2 separate regions of the Mus musculus genome follow, and region 1 is linked to region 2. The links are chromatin contacts, called in public Hi-C maps. All regions are on one chromosome and are shown on one strand. Each heading gives the region's core, a stretch centred on a gene start, on an enhancer-like site or on the middle of the called end of the contact. The rest is flanking DNA. Distances are from core to core; before and after follow the strand shown.

Region 1 (5,778 bases), core at 195-2,694, 170 kb after region 2:
AGAGGCTCCCGATACAAGGAAATCTGGGTCCAGACTTGCCCCGACTTCAGGCAGACATTTAACCTGCAGGAATTGGGGTTTCCTGGTCTGCCAAACCAAGGGCAGCTATTGTCCCAGATTAAAAGGATAGCTGTGATGCAGACACAAGAGGCACACAGAACAGGCAATGGCATTTACTAGACACTGAATACATGCTACTTTCCTTCCTTTATTAGCTAGGTGCTGCTTTATGTATAAAATTCTCCACTAAAATACAGAGTCCAAAGGTGTCCCAGAGCCTTTATGTAGCAATTATGCCAATTTAAATATGAAAGTGAATTGTATGAACGGGATAAGCCTCCACATAGCCACAATCTGCAAGGATAACAATAGAAGAAACTCTGAAGGTCTCGAAAGGAAATTTTAATGAAAAAAAAAATTTCTTCTTTAAAAGTCAGCTGCTCAATAAATAGAAAAGTCAGTAGTTTATTGCAGACTTTATTTTAATATTCATGTATTTTAAGTATGTTGATTTGCTAACTGCACACTAAATCACATCGTTATTTAAATCTGCCCCCCTTCCAAATCTCCTGAAAGCAATTTCTCCTTTCACAACAGTACACATCTGACTGAGAGATTTGAGAGGTCTTGAATGCTTTCCACTTTATATTTGTTTGACTTATTGGGAGCAAGGGGGAAAAAAAACCCAAGTTGTATCTATATTTAAATAATTAAAAACAATCGACACGTTGCCTGGGCGTGACACTATCGGCAGCCTCCACATTTTAATTCAAATGTAGCTGTTCAAATCAATGTTCTGAAATGAATAAAATTAGTCATTGTACTCGATACAGATCTCATTCACAGTGACCAGGAATTATAATGGGCAGAGACTAGCTCAAAGTTGCAGGGAGTATCTTTAGTAAGATGCAAATTGTCAGAATATATCATGAACCGAAAACAGACTTCTCCCATTAAAGAAGATTAAAAACTTGGATCCTCAGCACAGGGGGTAGAAAAAAAAAAAAGGATAAAGATAAAACTTATGCCTTAGGGGAAAAAATAGAACTCCAGTGATCACTATCAAGCGACTCTTACATCTCACGCTCCGTGCTGGAAATAGCGGGCTCTGTGCTGGTAAAGCAGCCGCACCTGCTACCCGAAAGCACAGTTGCTTTCCCCTCTCCTCACATGGCTCCATTCTAACAATGAAGACAGCTAGCTCCACCGTACAACTTTGTGAATGAGACAGCCACATGCAGTTCCTCAAACGGAGAACCTGGAAGCCCAGAGCTCAAAATGGAGTTACTTAATCCTGTCACGTGAGCAACCAACCACCAAACCTCCCAGAGGGGCTCCGCTGGTGCGAAGGAGGAAGGATGCCGCTCGCTCTTCGTGCTCTCCGTAAAAATTCCTCTGCCGTTGCAGAGACCTTTCAATATTTAAGAAAATCGAATGTGAGCAAACTCCGTGTTTGCATAACAGATTATTACATCTCTCTGAAAATATTGCACCGCTGAATAAACTTCCAGCTAGAACTGGGGTGTGTGTGTGTGTGTGTGTGTGTGTGTGTGTGTGTTGGGGGGGGGGGGGGCTGAAGCAGGAAGCCTGCCTCCTCTGTGAACTGCCACGTGTCTGGCGTTCTGTGTGCTACATAAGAATTTTCGAGGGTGCCCTTTTCAGTCAGCAGAAAAGAAACAGTCCTTACATGGAAAGAGTAAATCTTACAGCACAAACCTGACAGTGCATCTCTGAAAGACGAATAGTCACTCACAGGGCATTTGAAGTTTGCCTGGCCGGTGGCAAGCAGCACTTGTGAGTCCTATCATTTCCTCTCTGTGGCTCCGCTTACTTTAAATCATGCGTTTGGAGGAACGTGAAGCTAATGGTGTTTAGGAAAGTATATTCTATGGACTCCCCACGCTTGTCCTGCCGGTATAGGGATTTGCTTACTTACACAGCTTCAGCGGGGAATGCTGCAGACAATGGCAAACGTGCATGTCTCCACTTCCCAAGTGCTGTGATTATAGGCGTCTACTGTAATGCTTGGCTCATGCACATGGCTTTAACATATTCCCTTGCAAACCTTTAGGGCTTTTGGTTGCTTCAAGAGTAGAGTTCTGCTGTTCTGCTCTGTTCTCTAAGCCTATGCTAAGCCTTGGGCTACTTCCAACTCTCCCTGGCATGCAATACATCGTTAAATATTTGTTGCCGGTGCTCGCCTTTGTGATCCATTCTCTGCTGAGGCTATCTGAAAACGCATGCCCTTTATTTTGCTTCAGGGTACTAGAGAGTGAAGCTGGGACTCACTCATGCTATGTGCATGTATCCTCAGCAACGTTTAAGTAATTAGTTAATTAACTAGTTAATCAATTAATTCTTTCCCCTAAATTTTGAACAAGTTCTCAGCAACTTGCTTAGACTATGTAGGCCTTGACTTTGTCACTGTCCTGCTCCGGTCTCCTGAGTAGCTGGGATTACAGGCCTCAGCCATTAGCCCTGACTGTAAGTTTTAGTTTTCCTGGTTGAATTCTGGCCAGTTCTGTAAGTTAAAGCTTGACATATGCTAGTTTATTTCAGTTACTGGGTGCACCTAACTACCTACTTGAGTTTCAAACTTACCAGGTCCGGACATTAAATAAAAATATTACCACATGTCATCACATCTTGGTGGAGATCAGAATACTGGCACTGCTTATTAGAAGAATCACTTTCAATTAAAAGGTGTATGGGAGAAAGGTACTTGATTGATGGTCAGTAGTTAACATTGTCAATACTCTGAATTATGAAAACAGCCTATGAGTTATTTTCTCTTTAATATTAAAGCTAGGGCTACTGAAACTATATTTTTAAAAGGAAACCAATGGTTTGAGAGTAAATTTTAACCAAATATAATGAATAAAGAAATCGAATTCATTTCACATATGTTTGGTTAAAAGCCCAAAAGCAATCATAAATTATGAATTTCAGGTCAATTTTAAAAACCCTCATTTCTGTAAAGGGTACATACACAGGACAAGAATCTATTCAGCAATAAAGAAAAATGTAATCTGAAGGAAAAGGGATAGACCTGTAAAATATATTATGTGAGTTAACTTAACCTCAGAAAGACAAATACTGTGTGCTCACTTCCATATGCAGAGCCTACCATAAATGTTTATACCGATACTTATATTAGGGGTGTTACCTCGAAACCTAATCTTTGTATGGTCACTAAAAATTTTAAATTAATAATGGAAAAAATACCCCAGTCTTTACTTGAAACTCAAATTATCTAAAAATCTCCTAAAATCTAAAGGACAGTTTCTATGTTGTTCCCAGACCGTGACATTGTTATTATTGTCTTTTCTGATTTGGGAAGCACAGGAAGAGTTACCCTGGAAACTCTGTGTTCTGAAAGCTACAAGGTCTTGGCTACAATTTGAACAAATTAAACAATATAAACAATCCTTTATTTTTCCAAATAAATTACCTTTTAAGTTTGGACATAATTCTGCTTATGAGATCATAGGATTCTCACTTCCTAGAGGCAGGTGTGTTCTTACAATTCACTGGAGTGACCAAGCCCAAGTTAAACTTGTATGATTTTATTCATCCATCATTTTTAGAAAATATTGGCCAGCATCCAGTGCTGGGTACCATACCAGAGGGATAACACATATACTAAGCACAGCTGCTGCCTTCAAAAATCTTTTAATCTAATGGTTGTACAGTCTTGCCTAGTGGCTTTTATAACTAGAAACCACATCTCTAGGAAGCTGGCTATTCCATCTTTGGATGGAGGTCAAAGTCCTTCCGCCCCAGCCGAGTCTGCTTGCCTCACCACGGCTTGCCTCCGGAATTGTGGCTACTCTTTCTAGAGCTATGGCCTGGCAGTTATTGCAACAGAACTGATCTCTAATCCTCAGACACCTACCACAATTCTCCTCCCCCTTCCCCCAAGCCTACTGTCCGAAAGATAACCATCTCTCAATCCGATTGCTATATTCATATGGCACTTTTGAAAAGCCCAGTTTTTGTGTTCACCCCCCCCCCCCATGTATGGATTTCTTGCCAAGATAACTCTTTTGAACCAACACACAGCAACACATCTCTGTCTCCCTTTTCCGAGTTCATCTTGCTGGCTTCTCCTTACCTCCCCAGACTGAAGCTGCTGCAATACGTTCCTACACTTCAACTTTGTTGACTCTAAAATTTGGAAATCTACATTTTCCTCTGTTCTTCTCTGACAGTTTCTGACATGCCTGTCTCCTTCTTACCCCTTCCACTTCGGGGAGTCCATCACCACCACTTCCTAAGGCCGTCACTCACACTCGCGGTACCACCTGAATCAACCTCTCTAGTCACTTCTTTATCTCACGGTTTTCTTTTGAATGCAACACTTAATCACTGTCCGAGTGTAGCTTGTTTTAGTTTACTTGTTTACTGGCAGTTTCCTTCCTAGAAAATTAAGCTTTTTGCTTAACATCCAAACCGGAGAAGACAGGGCAAATGGGGGATAAATGGTCCTCTTCTGGACCCTATGTACATTCAAGTTGCCTCATTTCCTGTTAAACACAATGGATATTTGCACAAGTCTTTCTCAGAGTTCTACTAAATCTGTCTCATCGGTAAACCCATATACGTTGTCATACACAACCGCGACAATTCTTGCACGATATGATACCATTGCTCCATCTTAGGGGCCAAAAATTGTTAGATTCAGCCCCCTTCTCTACGCTCTTCTGACTTTCTCATGCCACATGTTCAGCTTGTCTATTGCTCCCTGAACTGTTTATGCATTAGACAATGGATCTGTATCTACCTCCTGCACAGAGACAAGACACTTGAGACAAGCTAGGCTTCTATTGCCTATTTTATTCTAATATCTTAATATTACTCTTTTCAATTAATGTAGGGGGTAGCTTTTTTTTTTAATCTGTGGGAGCGTTGTTTTTTGTTTTGTTGTTGTTGTTGTTGTTGTTGTTGTTGTTTTCCCCAGCATCATCGTCTGCCTACCATGGCCAGTAGAGGGCGTCTGATGCTCTAGGCTTGGAGTTAGAAACTGTTGTGAGCCACTATGTGGGTTCTGGGAACCTGCTGTGGATTCTCTGAAAAAGCAACACTGCCTCTTAGCCACTGCGTCAACTCTCCAGCCCCCTGTCTCAGATTAATCTTAGGGACCCTGACCATTATTACATGACTTTGATTCATAAGAACTGTTGTTTTTTTTCCCCCCTACCCTCTTTGGTTTCTACCTTCTCTTTTCCAATCCTTTTTCCCTCCTTGGCCTTGGGATTGCTATTGGGTGGCAAATTCCACCGATGACTGGGGCTCACAATGAATAGATCAACACTAGTTCCTAGAGTACTTGCATGGTGTCAGAAGACACGTTCCAGGAACCTTATTTCAGGGTGCACGGGAAACCCCAGGTGCTATCTTCTGCTCTAGGCCCTTCCATACCTGCCTAGCCACTTCCTAACAGCGGAGCTCCCACGGTATTTGCAGTGCCTTCTGGAGCCAGGAAGTACAGATAAAGGAAGGAGCCACTGAACCCGAGACTCGGAGAAGTACCCTCCTATAAAATGTTACATTGGTACTGAATACAATTAGACGTCGTCACCGTAAAATTCTTAGCTCTGTCAACTACTACAAATCTATACAAATCACTAAGATGAGTTACTAGTATATGGAGTACTGATTTGAAACAAAAAAGAAAGAAAGAGATGGATGGATGGATGGATGGATGGATGGATGGATGGATGGATGGATGGATCCAGCTCAGAGGATGCAATGGCAGCTCACTAACTGGGTAGATAC
Region 2 (5,869 bases), core at 2,259-4,758:
TCGCACTTGGACCAATATGTAGTCAAGGCTGGCCTTGGGGTCTAGCACCTTCAGACTCACCTCCTCCCCCACTACTCTCCCACCCCCACCCCCTCCCCACTTCCCTTTACAAGCATTTACCAGCACTCTTGACTCAATGTCCTTTGTCCTGTTGCTGTCTTGTGGTTGTTGCTGGATTTCTCTGTGTGGGGCCTTGCACACTAGGCAACTGTGTAGCCTCTGAGCAGTGTCTTCAGAGATCTATTTGCTACAGTGTCACTCATTTGGGAAGGCTCTTCCTTTCCTACCCCAGAGGTGTCTCAAGCCTGTGACTGCTTTATTTATTTATTTGCATATAGTATAAATTTGTTGTAAAGCTCAGGTTAAGTTTTCATTTGTTTTTAAAGGCTGAAATAAAGGCCTCTCATAGCCATTTCTGAACATAGACTTCTTAAGGAAGACAGGATATTCAAAATACCTAGTTTTGTCTTAAGTCCGTCTCTTAGCTTAACATTCCATGGTGGGGAAATAGCAGCCATATCTCCATGCACATGAGAGTCAAGACGGCTGAGGATAGAACTCAGTGGTATAGCTCATTTTTATTTATGACTTATTTTATTTGTGTGTGCATGTGCACACACGTTTGTGCGGCATTTACACACATGTGCGTGCACATCTACTCACAAGCATATGAGTGCCCATGAAGGCCAGAAGAAGATATCCAGTCCTCTGTAGCTGGAGTCACAGGCAAGTGTGAGCCTCGGAAGTGGGTGCTGGAATCACGCTACAGCCTTCTCCAGAACAGCAAGCTCTGCTCACCTGAGAGCCCTTTCTCCAGCCCCTCAGTGGTACAGTTCTTAGCTAGTTCACACAAAGACCCAATTTTGATCCAATTTCCAGAACTGAAAAAAAAGTGAGAACTGTTGTTTCTTATGAAATTCAAGAAGAACGAAGACCAAAGTGTGGACACTTTGCCCTTTCTTAGAAATGGGAACAAAACACCCATGGAAGGAGTTACAGAGACAAAATTTGGAGCTGTGACGAAAGGATGGACCATCTAGTGATTGCCATATGCAGGGATCCATCCCATAATCAGCTTCCAAACGCTGACACCATTGCATACACTAGCAAGATTTTGCTGAAAGGACCCAGATGTAGCTCTCTCTTGTAAGACTATGCCAGGGCCTAGCAAACACAGAAGTGGATGCTCACAGTCAGCTATTGAATGGATCACAGGGCCCCCAATGGAGGAGCTAGAGAAATTACCCAAGGAGCTATAGGGAACTGCAACCCTATAGGTGGAACAACAATATGAACTAACCAGTACCCGGGAGCTCTTGTCTCTAGCTGCATATGTATCAAAAGATGGCCTAGTCGGCCATCACTGGAAAGAGAGGCCCATTGGACTTGCAAACTTTATATGCCCCAGTACAGGGGAACCCCAGGGCCAAAAAGGGGGAGTGGGTGGGTAGGGGATTGGGGGGTGGGTATGGGGGACTTTTGGGATAGCATTGAAAATGTAAACGAGGAAAATACCTAATAAATAAATAAATAAATAAATAAAAAATAATAAATCCAAAAAAAAAAAAAAAGAATACATTAGCCGGGCGTGGTGGCGCACACCTTTAATCCCAGCACTCGGGAGGCAGAGGCAGGTGGATTTCTGAGTTCAAGGCCAGCCTGGTCTACAAAGTGAGTTCCAGGACAGCAAGGGCTATATAGAGAAACCCTGTCTTGGAGAAAAAAACCAAAAAACAACAACAAGAAAAAGAATAACATTGGTCATTTTTAGGAGCTAAGAGAGGTGACAAGGTATATGTGACCTACGTTACCATGCGTCATTACATTGTTGGTGACAAGGACAGAGCCACAGCCATATAATATGTGTTCATTTCTCCCCCTCCTTTACAGCCGTCATTCACCACTTAATGACAGGCACATGTTTTGAGAATTGAGCTATTGGGTAGTTGTGTCACTGTGTGAACTTTCTGCAAACTTAGCAAGTATAGGCCAACTATTTGGTATAGTTTCCTGATACAATTAAAGACTGACGTTACCAGAAACTGCATGAGGACATTGCTGGGATACAATGGCAGATGGTAATAAAATATATATTTGTGTGTGTGTCACCATACATATGTGTGTATACGTATATTATGTATTTATGTACATATGTATGTATATGTTTATATGTATATGTATGAAATTAAATTAATTAAACATTAAATTAAATATATTTAAACAAATAAAAGTTAGTAGATTTTAAAATAGTGCTTAGACATGAAATATAATAAATACAGCAGCCAGTGACATAACTTTTATAATCACTATCCAGTTTCATATTCTTGATGCAATTGCCCACCCTACACTTTTATACAATGGCGGCACAGAAGGCTTGCTCACACAACCATGGCCACAAGCACGTGAGTAATGGGTTGTGTTCATCTGTGATGAGGGCTATTTTGTCATGAGTGATGGGAAACCATCAGCTCCTAGCAATCCCGCGGGCCCTCTGTCCTCGCTGCGGTGTGCTGTTAACTGAACTGTCATGGTGCTACCCACGACCCCTGTGCTATAAGACTTCCTGTAATGACTCCACATCCTCTCGGTGGGTTCAAGTAAGGGGCTCTACTAATAGGAGTCTCTCTGTGACTGCAGGTTGAGTGGACCCCTTCCCTGCATGAAGAGATAACATGTCAGACCCTAGTGGAAACTTTACAGACCCGCTTCAGCTCATTCTTCCAACACAACAGAGGCCTGGGAGACCCTACCCATGTGTCAGAGTCCCATTCATTTTATATTTGTAGGGCTACACACCTGGAAGTGTGCTTCTCTGTAGAAGGCAAACATATCCCTTACTTATAAGTGATTCTAAATATTGTTAACACGGCGCCTCCTTAAGTAAAGAGGCAGCGAGAGGAAGTGACATGTGCCTAAAGGCAAACCTGCTGTCACTAGAATATCAGAATTCTTTCCACCCCTTCAAACATGACGCTGCCCAGCTCCTTTGATTAACATAAGATTTCAATTAAAATCATTATACCTAGCGTGTGTGTGTGTGTGTGTGCGTGTGTGTGTGTGTGTGTGTGTGTGTGTGTGTGTGTGTGTGTGTGGTGTGTGTATGGAACTTGCTTTTCTCATTCTAAAATTAGAATGTTTATAATATTCAACTCTTTATTTCAAAAAGGTCAGGATGAATAGCAATGGAAAGTAGAACACTAATCCATATCAATTTTCTTACAATGCCGAAGAAATCAACCAACTTCAGGCCCTTCGGCTGTGTGAACTAGCCGTACGTTCGCCACCCTTCTTCCTTCGTGAGGGAAGCATTAAAGATTACCCTTCCTGCACAGAGGCAGCCAGCCGCTGCATATGCCTAAAAAGGGAATATTTGAAAAATTCTTAAATTCCTTCTCGTGCCTCGTTTCCTATCCTTTTTCAAGGCGGTTTCCTAGTTTCTCACACTCCTCCCCGCTGGCAGCTGCTTCTTTGGGGCCTTTCTCTGGCCCAAAGAAGGCAGGCAGCTCCCTGCCCACAGTTGCCTGTTTAGCTGATGCCAGCCCGGTTCCCAAGCTGGAGACAGAATGTCTAATCTCCATATTATAAGCAGCTTTCAATTGCCAGGATTTTAAAAGGCATCTTCACACTAGGTCCACAGGCTGGGGACTCCTAGCCCTCTTTTCATTGGGAATTCAAACAGTTTTGGGTGGGTGGGTGGGGGATTAAGTCCCTTACAAAAAAAGAGAGAGACAACACTTAACAACTGATTCACTCTGCACAGACACTGCAGTTCGCAAAGCTTTACCTGGAGTGTAAACTCAGAGATAGAAGCCATGCTATAAAAACACTGTACTTGTAGAGTGTCTAAAGCATTATGACTGGAGGGGAATAGCTTTCTCTAGCAGTCTGGCAGGGAGAATTGACTCTCTTGAACAAAGCCATAACTTCCATAAAAACCACGGGACTGGCGAAGGCCACTAGAAAAAAAAAGAGCGTGACAATACTTCCCCAGGTCCCCCCACCCCCCCCACACACGGCAGCCCCCAGCACAGACAGCTACTTGAGTGGAAAAGGCATCTAGCCCTCTTGATTTGTTTGAATTTGCATCAGACTCTTCTTGGGATACATCCAGGATTTGCTTTTTGCAGACTTCAAAGATACCAGCAACGAAGCACTTGTGCCTTGGCTATCCCTACGGAAATGTTCCACATCTTTTCTGCATCCAGTGTTCTGCTGATCATTGCAAAAGCCAAGAGTCCAGATCCTAGGTTCAGCTGGGGTGGCTGCACTGCATTCTTGGGCTTCCTCACGGTGGCCCAGCCCAGCAAAGATGACTGAACATCTCTTGGCAAGGATTCCTGAGGCTTCTCATTCAATTTTTTTTTTTTTAGAATGGATTTCTAAGTCTTTTGTGGTTGTTTGCTCTTATACTGTACCACAAAGAAAAATGTTCCCTGGACTAGTTTCTGAGATGCAATTTGAAAAACTCACAACAAGAAGAATGGCTTGCAGAGATGGCTAAGAAGGTAACGGCGCTTGCTATGCAAGCTTTTAGGCCGGAGCTCAGATCCCCCAACACACTCTAAAGCCAGGCTACTGTCCCAAACAAGGCAGGCTATTGTGGATTATTAACACTTGAGGTTATTCTCTGACCTCCACACAAATGCTGTCGCACACATGTTCCTCACGCGCAAATGAATAGCACATGCTTAACATCAGACACACAAAAAATGGTACTAAAAGCTTTAGAAATAAAATATTCTGATATATGATCTTTCCATGATAATTCTATGAAAATAAACCATAAATTTATACATGCAGGGGTTACAAATTCCCTCAAACCAGGCTCTTGGATTTTCTCTTTTTACCCTTAAAGTAACCATCATTTTTAACAGGCTCTACTCCCCTGTTCTTGACATCTCTACTCAGATCCCCGCTGGCTCTTTGGTTTTCATAGCTACCCCTCGCATCTAAACTGTTCACGTTGGAAACTTCCCAACCTTTAAATCTCATGGCATCTCTCTTAGAAGCCCCCTGCATGGTCTCTGCACCCCCAGCCCAATCCATACTCTACCTAAATCTTCCTAATGACTTATCTGCAAACGGTCTTCCCAGTGCAAATCATCAAATGGCTACTATTGACTAAAAAGTACAGCCAACTCCTCAGCCTATCATTTAAGGAAACCGCATTGTATCTTACCCTGGACAATCAGATTTTTCTCAGCAATGGCTCTACGCTTTTCCCAGCATTCTGTGAGCCACATTATGCCCTCTGCCTAAATGCCCATACTCCCTTCTTTTTTCTGTCCCTCCCTGAATTTCTAGGTCATTGCCACCTTCCAACATCTAAATTATAAACTCTGTTATCCAAGGGCTTCAAGTGGCAGCCAGGCTCATAGCCAATTGCTTAGTGTCCTCAACTGGCTCTCCCCCTAGAAACTTTAAATGCAACATGTTCAGGGTAATAATAAAAAATAATAACCTTCTACAAACCTCTATGTCTTCATGCATTCCCTGTACCATAAAAAGAAACTTTCCATCCATTCAAATGCTCAAAACACAGACTTGGGTACCAGTCATTCTTGACTGTCTTCTCTTTAATCCGCGCCCTCTCCTCCACCTCCCACGACCTATCAGCCCACATGTTCTGCATCACATTCACCCTGTAGCTATCCTCTTTGTTAATGAAATCACCATTTTTCAACCGCCTGCAGTATAAAGCCCACCTTCATCTTTGTTATCCTCTGCTACATCCTTCCTATGGCATACAGAAAAAAATCCTTACAAATAAGCTTAATGTGAATGTAGCATCATTTTACTGAATAATACTTCAAGTGAACATCACCATTGCTCCTCAGATGGGAACCGCTCAAACTCTTGAGCATATTGA

The links. A called contact is a pair of places that touch in the nucleus more often than the background predicts.
Region 1: a Hi-C map of cerebral cortex shows a contact between it and region 2, with 1.5 times the contacts expected there. The contact joins two enhancer-like sites. A contact is called at or near these places in 14 of 484 Hi-C or Micro-C datasets (the HL-1 cell line, cerebral cortex, cortical neurons and 4 more), 6 of 115 datasets of contacts at active chromatin or transcription factors (embryonic forebrain, embryonic stem cells, forebrain and 1 more) and 1 of 9 other capture datasets (adipose tissue).

Annotation. Positions count from the first base shown.
Region 1 is chr8:48,739,112-48,744,889 of GRCm38.p6, forward strand. It overlaps a transcript of Tenm3 not described here. Among named protein-coding and RNA genes, the nearest start is that of Tenm3, 67 kb to the left of the region's middle. Within about 2 kb of position 1,445, at least 27 of the 459 cell types and tissues checked have an H3K27ac peak or open chromatin away from gene starts, as enhancers often do. A contact at or near this core is called in cerebral cortex, cortical neurons and forebrain, where this site is marked.
Region 2 is chr8:48,564,608-48,570,476 of GRCm38.p6, forward strand. All of the region lies in intron 2 of Tenm3 (teneurin transmembrane protein 3), which reads right to left. Among named protein-coding and RNA genes, the nearest start is that of Gm39178, 93 kb to the right of the region's middle. Within about 2 kb of position 3,509, at least 28 of the 459 cell types and tissues checked have an H3K27ac peak or open chromatin away from gene starts, as enhancers often do. A contact at or near this core is called in cerebral cortex, cortical neurons and forebrain, where this site is marked.